2 separate regions of the Mus musculus genome follow, and region 1 is linked to region 2. The links are chromatin contacts, called in public HiChIP or PLAC-seq maps. All regions are on one chromosome and are shown on one strand. The core of a region is the stretch at or near the end of the contact, and the rest is flanking DNA. Distances in the headings are between cores, read along the strand shown. Region 1 has its middle 87 kb from the start of Gm11412. Region 2 has its middle 140 kb from the start of Mpdz.

Region 1 (5,216 bases), core at 1,313-3,812, 250 kb after region 2:
AGACATTTATTCACATGCACACAAATACCCTTATTTTATTGCCAATGCATGAATCAGAGGCTGGGAGCAGAGCCCAGTTATAAGAGTGCTTGCTTAGCATGTATGAGGCCCTGGACTTGATCTCCAGCACCCCTTAAAATCTGCCATATAGCAGACCCCATAATCTCAGCACTTGGGATGTGGGAGCAGTTGGATCAGAACTTTAAGGTCATCACTCCACTATAAGAGGGGTCTAAAACTACCGGCCCACATAAAATGAAATGAAATGAAATGAAATGAAATGAAATGAAATGAAATGAAATGAAATAAAGCAAAGCAAAGCACACAAGCAAACACACAAAGCAAAAGCATGATTCACTACTGAAAATGAAGACCATAAAAAGGACTGGTGTGACTGGAGTTTGATGATCCAAGGTCTATTACTGGAACCTGTGTAAACGAGGACGAAGACAATAAACTGTAAAAAGTTGTGTTCTGACCTCAATATGCATGCCATAACTTGTGTGTAGCCACTCCCCAGTCATACATTTATACAACTAATATTTGTCAAATAGGAACCAGAAAAATACATTGGAAAATATTGTTGTCATATTGGCAGTGTGCATAGATCAGCGGTTGGAGCAAAGTGAGAAACAGAGGTTGATGTTGGGCTATTCAATGACCTGGGCATGCCCCATATTTTAGCATTGTACATAATTCCGGTCCCGAATAACCCGCGATAGAAGAACTGATCATTTTTAAAGTTTTACCTAGAAAAGAAGGCACTTAGGAATGACTACTTTCAAGATCACAATGAACTTTAATTAATACAAGAATATAAGAACACAAATTCGAACAGTAAATATTTTCTGGTCTTTGGGATTTAAGGGGATCGAAAGGGTTAGTTTCAATAGACTTGGGGGAATAAGGGAGGGAAGAAAGGAGGGAGGGAGGGAGAGAGAGAGAGAGAGAGAGAGAGAGAGAGAGAGAGAGAGAGAGAGAGAGAGAGAGAGAGAGAGGAGAGATTTGGAAGGGGGAGATGGAAGGCAGGCAATTCATCAATTTATATTATCCACCAGAGAGCATTAAGGTTAAGGTTGTCTGCAGCTGCCTAAGAAAGTAGCCTTCCTCTCATGGAGGAAACCAATGAGCAAGCTCAGGACAGTGTCAAGTCAAAGATGCATTAAAACAAGTGGACTGTTAGTTGAATCCAGGGGATCAGATTTTTGAGATAGTTGGGGTCCAGGGAACCAAGAGAGCCAGTTGAAGCAACAGAACTAGAAGCAAAGCCAGGATAAGAAGCAAAGGGAGACAGGAGGTGGGTGATGGATTTGGCAGCCTCTGGGATCCGGAGGAATGCTATGTGGGTAGTCTGTGGGCACAGCACTCTCTGGAATATGTACACATACCCTCCACCCCAATCCATCAGCTCAGTAGATCCAGCCTAACTTTATCCTAGTGAAAACTCAAAATCTCACTTGACACTTTCTTGGATGTCCTTGTGTAATATGTAAAGAATTCAGACAAGATGAAAAGTCCTTAAAGCTCCACAGAGTCAACTACTTCTTCTACTCCTTCTGGATCCCAGAAACTTGATGTAAAGGTTTAGTGGGTCCTTTGAATGTAGGCAATTGTCTATACTATCTTGTGAGCTGTTCTTATTATTATAGTTATTAAGACTGTATACAACTTAACTGAAAGTGACTGAACCACAGGATTTTACACTTCAATAATTTTGTTGTCAGCATCATATGGATGATATTGCCACAAGAGGGAAAACTCTGCAAGAATATTTAATAAAAATAACTTTGGTAATAATCAGTGAAAAATAGAATTATTGAAATCATAAATGTAAAAGGCTTTGACAAATAAATATTTATAATTAAGGGAATTAGTGAGATGAGCATTGTACATGGTAGACATTTGCCTTTTTACTCAGTTGTCCAACTTTGCAAGGCCAGAGTCATATTATAATAAACGACATAGCTGAGGCATGCAGGTGTACATCAGAGAAGAAAAGTGTCTGGGGACTGTGTTCATGGTTGGTGTTTTTGTTTGGTAGGGCTTTTTAAAAAGGTCAATAAAAGACAAGATGGATTCCATTCTTCAGAAGGCCCAACTTCATTATCGTGGAGAGTACTGGGTAGTGGTAAGAGACTTCCACTTTAGTACAGACTCAAACCTGAGCCAGCAGCACATCCATTTCTGATCTTAAAGGAGGATAGGTCCTGTTCCTGAGGATGGGGGAAATGGAACACAGTCACCGATCCATGCATCCATGGTTTTAACACAACAACAATTAACAACAACAACAACAACAACAAAAAATCCCAGATATACGTGGCATTCATTAAGTCACAGGGCAAGGAAAAGCCAGAAACTGAAACTATAACACATTCAACTCCCATGTGGAAAAAAGACATTTGAGGACAGAGATGTTAAGTGCAAGAGATAGAACATGGGAAAACATGATTCACCATTCTTAGTAAAGTAGAGGCGACAAACCATCCTGGAATGTTAGTCGGTTGCCAGTCAGTGAGTTCCTGCCTTGTACTCTTGCCCTGATATGGGTCAGCCTGCAGGGCTCTCCTTATCTTTGTCTCTAGGAGGCCCAGGCTAATGGCATTTCCTTTTCTCCAGTTTTCATGAGGACCAAATCAGGAAAGGGGGCATGGAAAAGTAAACAAGACTCCTTCAGCTACATCCCGGATCTGAGTGGGTACACTCTGCTAACTTTGCATTGGTAAACTTTACACACATAAAGTCCCCAAGTTTAGTTAGGAAGAGAACAAACCCTCTGTGCCCAAAGAGAGAAAATTAGCATTTATGAATTTCTCCTTGCACAACAAATCCTGTGATTCCAAAGATACTGTTGACACTCCTATATACTAGTTAATTGTAGTTCTCCATTCTCAAGACCTGCTTTCTGCTACACAGAGATCAAACTCTTTTTGTGGCTTCTTTTGGTCTGTTAACCTCAAAATGACAGGTATTCTAAAAGGATCAGTTAGCCAAATGAACATTCAAATGAAGAAAGGCAATTTGCTGGCTCACAGCCAGCCTGAAATCCCATTATAAAGTTAGTGCATAGTCAGCTGCGCTGAGGGATGCTCTTTCTTGAGTGCTGATCCAACCCGTTTTAAAGTCGGCTTCATGTCCTTATCTTTTTCATTTCACAGCTGTCAGTGTCTCTCCTTTTACTTTGTCTTTCTTGGCCACACCTAGACATCTAGTGCAACATCCTCCTTAGAAGCATACCAGGTTCTCAACCCTCAGCTCTGACCTATAAACACTACAAATAATTAAAAGGAGCAGTGATTGAGGAATAATTAAGCAGGGATGTTCTGTGATAGAGTATGATCATATCATAGATAGGTAAGTAGGTAGATAGATAAATGGTAATTTAAGGTTTTTAGAGAAAGTTGTAGGTGCATATATTTCCATGTTAAATTCAGGGTTTTTAGTTCCTTCACTGAGTATTATAAATATTTCAATTCTCTTTATAGTCTCCTAGGATAAATATAAAAATACTTATAGATTTATTATGGACTCTAAATGAAGGCACAGTTATAAAGCTGTGTATAGAATCATCAAAACCAATGGCAGCAATAAGGGACACTCAGATATTGTCTTTGTTTGCTTTCTATTGCTGTGATAACATGCTGTAACGAAATGTGGAGGAAAGGGTTTATTTGGCTTACAGTTCCACATCACAGTCCTTTATCAAAACAAGTCAAGGCAGGAACCTGGAGGCAGAAACTGAAGCAGAATCGAAGAAGGAACTCTGCTTACTGGATTGCTCCTCCATCCTTCCTCAGCCTGCTTTTTAATAGCACCCTGGAGTACCTCCACAGCGGTAACACCACACTCAATGGACTGGCCTCTCACAGGAATCATTGGACATAGTATTACCCAAAGATCCAGCAATACCACTCCTGGGCATATACCCAGAAGATGCTCCAACTTGGAATAAGGACACATGTTCCACTATGTTCATAGCAGCCTTATTTATAATAGGCAGAAGCTCGAAAGAACCCAGATGTCCCTCAACAGAGGAATGGATACAGAAAATGTGATACATTTACGCAATGGAGTATACGCAACTATTAAAAACAACGAATTTATGAAATTCCTAAGCAAATGGATGGATCATCCTAAGTGAGGTAACCCAATTACAAAAAACCACACATGATATGCACTCACTGATAAGTGGATATTAACTCAGAAGCTCAGAATACCCAAGATACAATTTACAAAACACATGAAACTCAAGAAGAAGGAAGACCAAAGTGTGGTCACTTTGATCCTGTTTTGAAGGGGGGACAAAATACTCATGGAAGGAGTTACAAAGTGTGGACCAGAGACTTACGGAATGACCCATTGAGAGACTGCCCCACCTGGGGATCCATCCCATAAACAACCACCAAACCCAGACACTATTGCAGATGCCACAAAGATTTTGATGACAGGAGCCTGATATAGCTGTCTCTTGAGAGGCTCTGCCAGTGCATGACAAATACAGAAGTGGATGCTCACAGCCATCCATTGGACAGAGCACAGGGTCCCCAATGAAGGAGCTAGAGAAAGTATCCAAGGAGCTGAGGGGGTTTGCAGCCCCATAGGAGGAACAACAATATGAATTAACCAGTACCTCTAGAGCTCCCTAGGACTAAACCACCAATCAAAGAAAACACATGGTGGGATTCATGGCTCTAGCAGCATATGTAGCAGAGGGTGGACTAGTTGGTCATCAATGGGAGGAGAGGCCTTTGGTCCTGTGAAGGTTCTATGCCCTAGTATAGGGGAATGCCAGGGCCGGGAAGCAGGAGTGGGTGGGTTGGGGATCAAGGGGAGGGAGAGGGGATAGGGGATTTTATAAGGGAAACTAGGAAAGGGGATAACATTTGAAATTTAAATAAAGAAAATACCTAATAAAAAATTACAAATTTAAAACAAAAAGAAAGAAAGAAAATACCAAGCAGACTTGCTTAGAGGCCAGTCTTATGGAGGTATTTTCTCAATTGAGAGTCTCTCTTCCCAAATGAATCTAATATGTATCAAGTTGGCATAAAATGAAGTAGAAAAAAATACCAATGTAAGAAAACATTGCATCCTATTAATTACCCCAGGAATCAATAATTTGATTAAGTGATAAGCAACCCAGAAGAAGACACATACATTAACTTTTCTTAGGAGTGTTTATATCTAAGTGATAGATTCCTTCATATAATCTTAGA
Region 2 (5,027 bases), core at 1,897-4,396:
ACATTCTAAAGAAAAGCAGATATTGAAGGGTTGACAATTAAGCTGTCTTAAAGTAATATTTCATAAACTTCTCAAAAAGTTGTTACACAAGCATACTCCCAGGGCCCACTTTGTCAACTTCCTCACATTAAGGCATGGTGATAACTTAAAGATTTTCAGTTCATCTAGCAATCTGGGACCCCTATGATGGGCATTTACTTTTAAACAAGGGTTGGTAACAATGGGACATACACAGATGGGTAAGCAGAGAGAAAATGTCTTCTCAGTTGTGCAAACAACTCATTGAGAGCTAGGATAGTTACAGGAAGCGATGTCAGAGTTAGGGAGCCACAGTTAAGGCAGCATCCAGGAAAGACAGCCATGTATGCACGGACGTCTGCAGACAGCAACTTCCAGCCAGCCTTTACTGTTGTAACGGTACGTACCACTTCACACACTAAAGTGTCTCATTCTGTTCCCTATGAATTAAAACAAACACACAAACACACAAACAAACAAAGAAACCAAACTGTCCCATGAAATTAAAATCGTCTAAAAGAGCAATCCAAGGAGCTACATCTTAACCAAGATATACACTCTGATTTTGTTATAGATTTTTTTTTTCATTGTAGTAGTTTTAAATGGCATACTGACCAAGGTCAAAACAAAACTTTTCTTTGTAAGGGTAGTAACGCTAAAATCTGGTTGCATTATGGTAGATAACAATCTTTGATTAGTCTTCTTTTTGAAATTTTTTCTGTAATGAAAAAAAGATAAAGCAAAAGAAAGGAAAAGAAACACCCTGCCCCTTCCACTGGGGTCCAGTCTCCCATCTGTCCCCTGAAGAGATGTAACCTTGTGTAGCAATGTTTAAGTCAGCACGGTATTTACAACACGTATTAAGTGGTTTGTTATTTATTTCAAGACTTTAGCTGGCACAATATATTAACTATTAATGGCATTGTTCAAGGCTCCACTTGAGGAAGTTTTTCTCTTTCTTTTTCTTTAAATGAGATTGAGAAAGGAGGCAGAGGGAGAAAAAGTCCCCACCAGAACTATGCTCTTGTCTGCTTTGTTATTCCTTTAACCTGAATAAATTGCTGAAGTTAGAAACAGAAAGAAACTAGCTTCAGAAATCATAGTTTAGACACAGTACAATTTTATTAAACCCAGTCTAGTATTTTTTCCCTGCCATTCTAATATAACCTATTATGAGAATTTTCCCCCATAGACAGAAAAAAAAAATATAAACGTACCAACTTTCCCTCCCTAAGAGCTTCTTATTGTTCATTTTCATTGCTATTTAGAGAAAAGGCTCATTAAAATATTATGAAGCACATAGCATGATTATGTGCCAGCCTTCGCCAATGAGGAACATCTGTAGCACTGTGTATGTATATTTGTATTACAGCAAACTTGAGCGCAGACTCCCTTTCACCCCCTTTTACTTTGCTTGTGTCCTGCAATTCTTTGTCCTGACTACAGAGGAGGCAGGAGTGTGAAGCTGCACAGGCTAGCTACAGTGTGCTCATTGTCAGCCTTGCGGGGCTCCCCTGCCAGATGCCACTATTCTATCATTAGCCTGTAGCTCACACCAGGGGAAACCATGCCTTGCTAACGCTTCCAAACCTCTCCAAACTCTTTCCTCCTCGAGTTATTTTTAATATGTATCTTTCCTCCCTTCTCACTCTGGTGCAGAAAGCGACCCCAACACACCCCAAGTCCCCAAGTCTGGGCTTTCCCTTTTCTTTGCATTGGTCCTTTTGCTTTAAACCAAAGAGGCTTGGGCATAATAAAAATACTGAGAGTTTGCCTATACCACAGATATTTGTGGAAAGCACATGGTGCCATTTTGCCAGACCACTCTTATTTGTTAAACTGAGTTAAGTGTAATGTGATTCCAAAAACTGCCTTTAGAATGAAAGAAAAGGCTTGTAAAGCCAGAGAGATAATTGCCACAATCTGGGTTACAGCAGACACCAAACAAAGGAGCCCAATCCTGTTTTGTGTGTGTGTTGATTGTGTGCGTCTTTTTGTTTTGGTTTGGATTTTTCCTTGCTTGATGTACCCAAACAAGCGAAATCCTCCACGGTGTGCATGTTGAACGGCATAAAATCCACCCCGAATCCTGCAGAGCTGTAACAAAACACAGCCTCTGTTAGTGGACAGTGGCACATTTGTGGTACAAATGTCTTTTCAAAAGGGAAGGCTCTCTATCTCTCCCCCCTCGAGCAAACAAGCCTCAAGGAACACAGCTATCTCCAGTTGCCAAGACTTCAGTAGACACATATCTACCCTGCACCTGAAGCTGTAGGCTGATTGTGCACACATGAAGTCAATTTGAAAAGAACTTAGGTCCCCTAAATCTTACATCAGAATCCGTAACAATCTTAACGGATCCTTGCCCTTCTGCAGGGTTTTCAGGAGCACTGCTGTGTTATCAGCCTTCCCATTACTGAGCAGTGTCCTCTGGGATGGTTTGGTAGACTGGACCGTTCTGTTTTCCTTTCTCTGTCTGCCAATTGTTTCTAGATTCTAACCACTTTCCAAGACAATGATTTCCATACGTGCATCTGTATGTAAATATTAATAATCACTGCATGTGCACTTAAGTATAAAAAAATAAACACTGTTCCCACACATATTTCTTGTTTTAAAATTGCTGGTTCTTACTCCATAAAAACGGTTGTGTTCCCCGAAGCGCTCTGATAATGTCCGTTATTAAAGGAAAGGGAATAAACTTGCCTAATTTCCTGGTTTTATGTTTAGAAGAGAAGCTGGTAGGTCTGAGCTAAGCTTTCAGTCTGTTTGGAGGCAGATTATGTGTTATATGTTTTGAAACCAACATCTCTCATTTTCCCAGGAATCGCGACACTAGTTGCCGCTTTAAACTTCAGCTGGGCTGCCTCTTACAGCCTCAGCTGACCCCAGGCTTTCCTTCCTTTATTGCTAACATGCTTTTCTCCAGTAGTAGGTTTGTCAGAGAAAAGGGCAAAAACATGTCAGGGGCTTTCTTCCTTTTAGCTGTAGACGTTTGGCTGCCCAGACAGCAACAAGAGGGCACGAGGAGAGATGAAATGTATCAGGTCACTAAGGTGCATGTAAGGATAAACCCATGAAGGGCTCGATGCAGAACTTGGCAGTGCAACTGCCCTGCCGAGCCAAAAAGCCAGCCAGGGCATGGAAGCCTGTGATTATGGCTCGCTCTGAGAGCGAGACCCGCAGGGAGGGTGTGGAGGCTGCTTGGTGAGAAGTCTGTTTGGAAATACAAGGGGGCAAGATACGAAATGAGACAAGTCTTAGAGGATTCTGAGTCAAATCACGATGATGTTCATGTTCTTGACCTTTAAAAAAAAAAAAAAAAAGACAAAATAGCAATATTTCAAAATTCCACAAAAAAGATCAGGGTTTCCATTTTGAATTCTGTTTCATTTAAATCAGGTAGTTGGAAATGCACCCTTCAGGCACTTCAGTGAGAAGCGAAGCTTTTGGTTGAAATGCTCAACCCCAGAGGGAGCTAGGATGAGCCATTTGACAGTGTAGAGTAAGAAAGTTCCTTTTCCTCTTCTTTGCACTTTTTTTCCCCTAAATATGGCTGGAGTGCTTTAAAAAAAAAAAAAAACCTTAATGTTGGATTGAGTCATGAAATTTCTAATTTAACCATTTTTAAGTTGCTAAGGATAATTTAATTAGTTGAGCCTTACAATTCTTTTCCTTACATAAATCTGACTCTAATTTCTTGTGATTGACTCCCTAGGAGCCCTGTTCCGTCATTCGGCGGCTTCTCCTTTGCTCTCAGATACAGACGTTCTTCTTGTAAGAGTGCCTGTTCCAGTTTTACAAAGGTGAACAGAATCAAACCATTTAACACTTTACAGTGGCATCGAAGTGAAGGAAGTTCTCCTTCCGTCCCGTCTGAAGCTCTGCCACAGAATTTGGATTCCCAAATCGTTACACAATGGAAGTGACAAGGGCCAGGATGCCTGCATTTCAGGGTTTCTAGATCACTTGAAGTCCTAAACAAACAAACAAACGCAATCATGACAAAATAGATTTAAACGTGTAATACATTTGGAAGAGTTAGGTTCAAAGAAAAGTGTATTCCCACGTTCCGTGGTAGACTTAAAGCGATCTCCTTGTATTGCCGCACTGTCCTGAGGTTGGAGAAGGGAGTCTGCATGAACTATCCTCCATAATATAGAAACTATATGCTTCCTGGTGTATGGGAAAGCGGAGAGGACTTCCTTCCTCCTGGTTCTCTGGGAACGGTCCTGTATTCTGGATAGAGATGTGCAGGCTGAGCACCGGGTAGAAAGCACACACGCCCAGGATGCAGAGGAGGCTGGTATCTGGTGATGAGGCTGACTTGTAAAAGACCCCCGTGAAGGAGATTCTGAAATAGCTAACGCTGAGAACTAATTGACGTTTGAGCGTAATGTCTTTCCTAGATTTTAGGGGTCGATGCGAAGAGAGAAATCAAGTGCAGACCCGTTTGCTCCAGTTGTACGGTGGAGAAAGTACAGCTCCATCAGCTTAGAAACAGCACTGAAAGGGGAGCTTGAAAAGCAAAACACAACAGCACAACTTCATACACGCAATGTTCAAAGGGCAGTCTGCATGCAGCCTTACTTCTAGTCTCTGAGTATATAGTTATGTCGATCTGTATTTATTTTTACAAGTCATGTTACCTCATCTCCTAATTGTGTGCTTTGTTTAGGATATTTCCAGACCACCATCATAACATTATTTAAAATGTGATGTATTTCAGAAGAAGAATTCATTGAAAAACTTTTCTTTATAATTAGTAAATGAAAAAAAATATTTATTTTGAAACCAATAGGTGGTGCTGTGAATTTCTATATTTTAGTTCAAAGCAAGATATTTATTCCCCAGTCCTCAGTGGAATTAGAAATTTTCTACTTATCAAGGTTAAAGTTTTCATGTTAAAATAAAAAAGCCCAGACTGACTTCCACATACAGTTAGTTCTATGCCCATTTCCATTTCCTTGCAAAAATCAACCAAAATTCAGGGTGTAAAGGAAATCTCT

The links. HiChIP or PLAC-seq counts read pairs in DNA pulled down with a chosen protein or histone mark.
Region 1: a contact with region 2 is called in an H3K27ac HiChIP or PLAC-seq map of heart atrium, with 7 read pairs. The contact joins two enhancer-like sites. A contact is called at or near these places in 1 of 15 datasets of contacts at CTCF or cohesin (the NIH/3T3 cell line), 4 of 484 Hi-C or Micro-C datasets (the HL-1 cell line, the N1E-115 cell line, uterus and 1 more) and 1 of 115 datasets of contacts at active chromatin or transcription factors (heart atrium).

The regions. Positions count from the first base shown.
Region 1 is chr4:81,827,614-81,832,829 of GRCm38.p6, forward strand. No RefSeq gene overlaps it. Among named protein-coding and RNA genes, the nearest start is that of Gm11412, 87 kb to the left of the region's middle. Within about 2 kb of position 2,563, at least 18 of the 459 cell types and tissues checked have an H3K27ac peak or open chromatin away from gene starts, as enhancers often do. A contact at or near this core is called in heart atrium, where this site is marked.
Region 2 is chr4:81,577,670-81,582,696 of GRCm38.p6, forward strand. No RefSeq gene overlaps it. Among named protein-coding and RNA genes, the nearest start is that of Mpdz, 140 kb to the left of the region's middle. Within about 2 kb of position 3,147, at least 68 of the 459 cell types and tissues checked have an H3K27ac peak or open chromatin away from gene starts, as enhancers often do. A contact at or near this core is called in heart atrium, where this site is marked.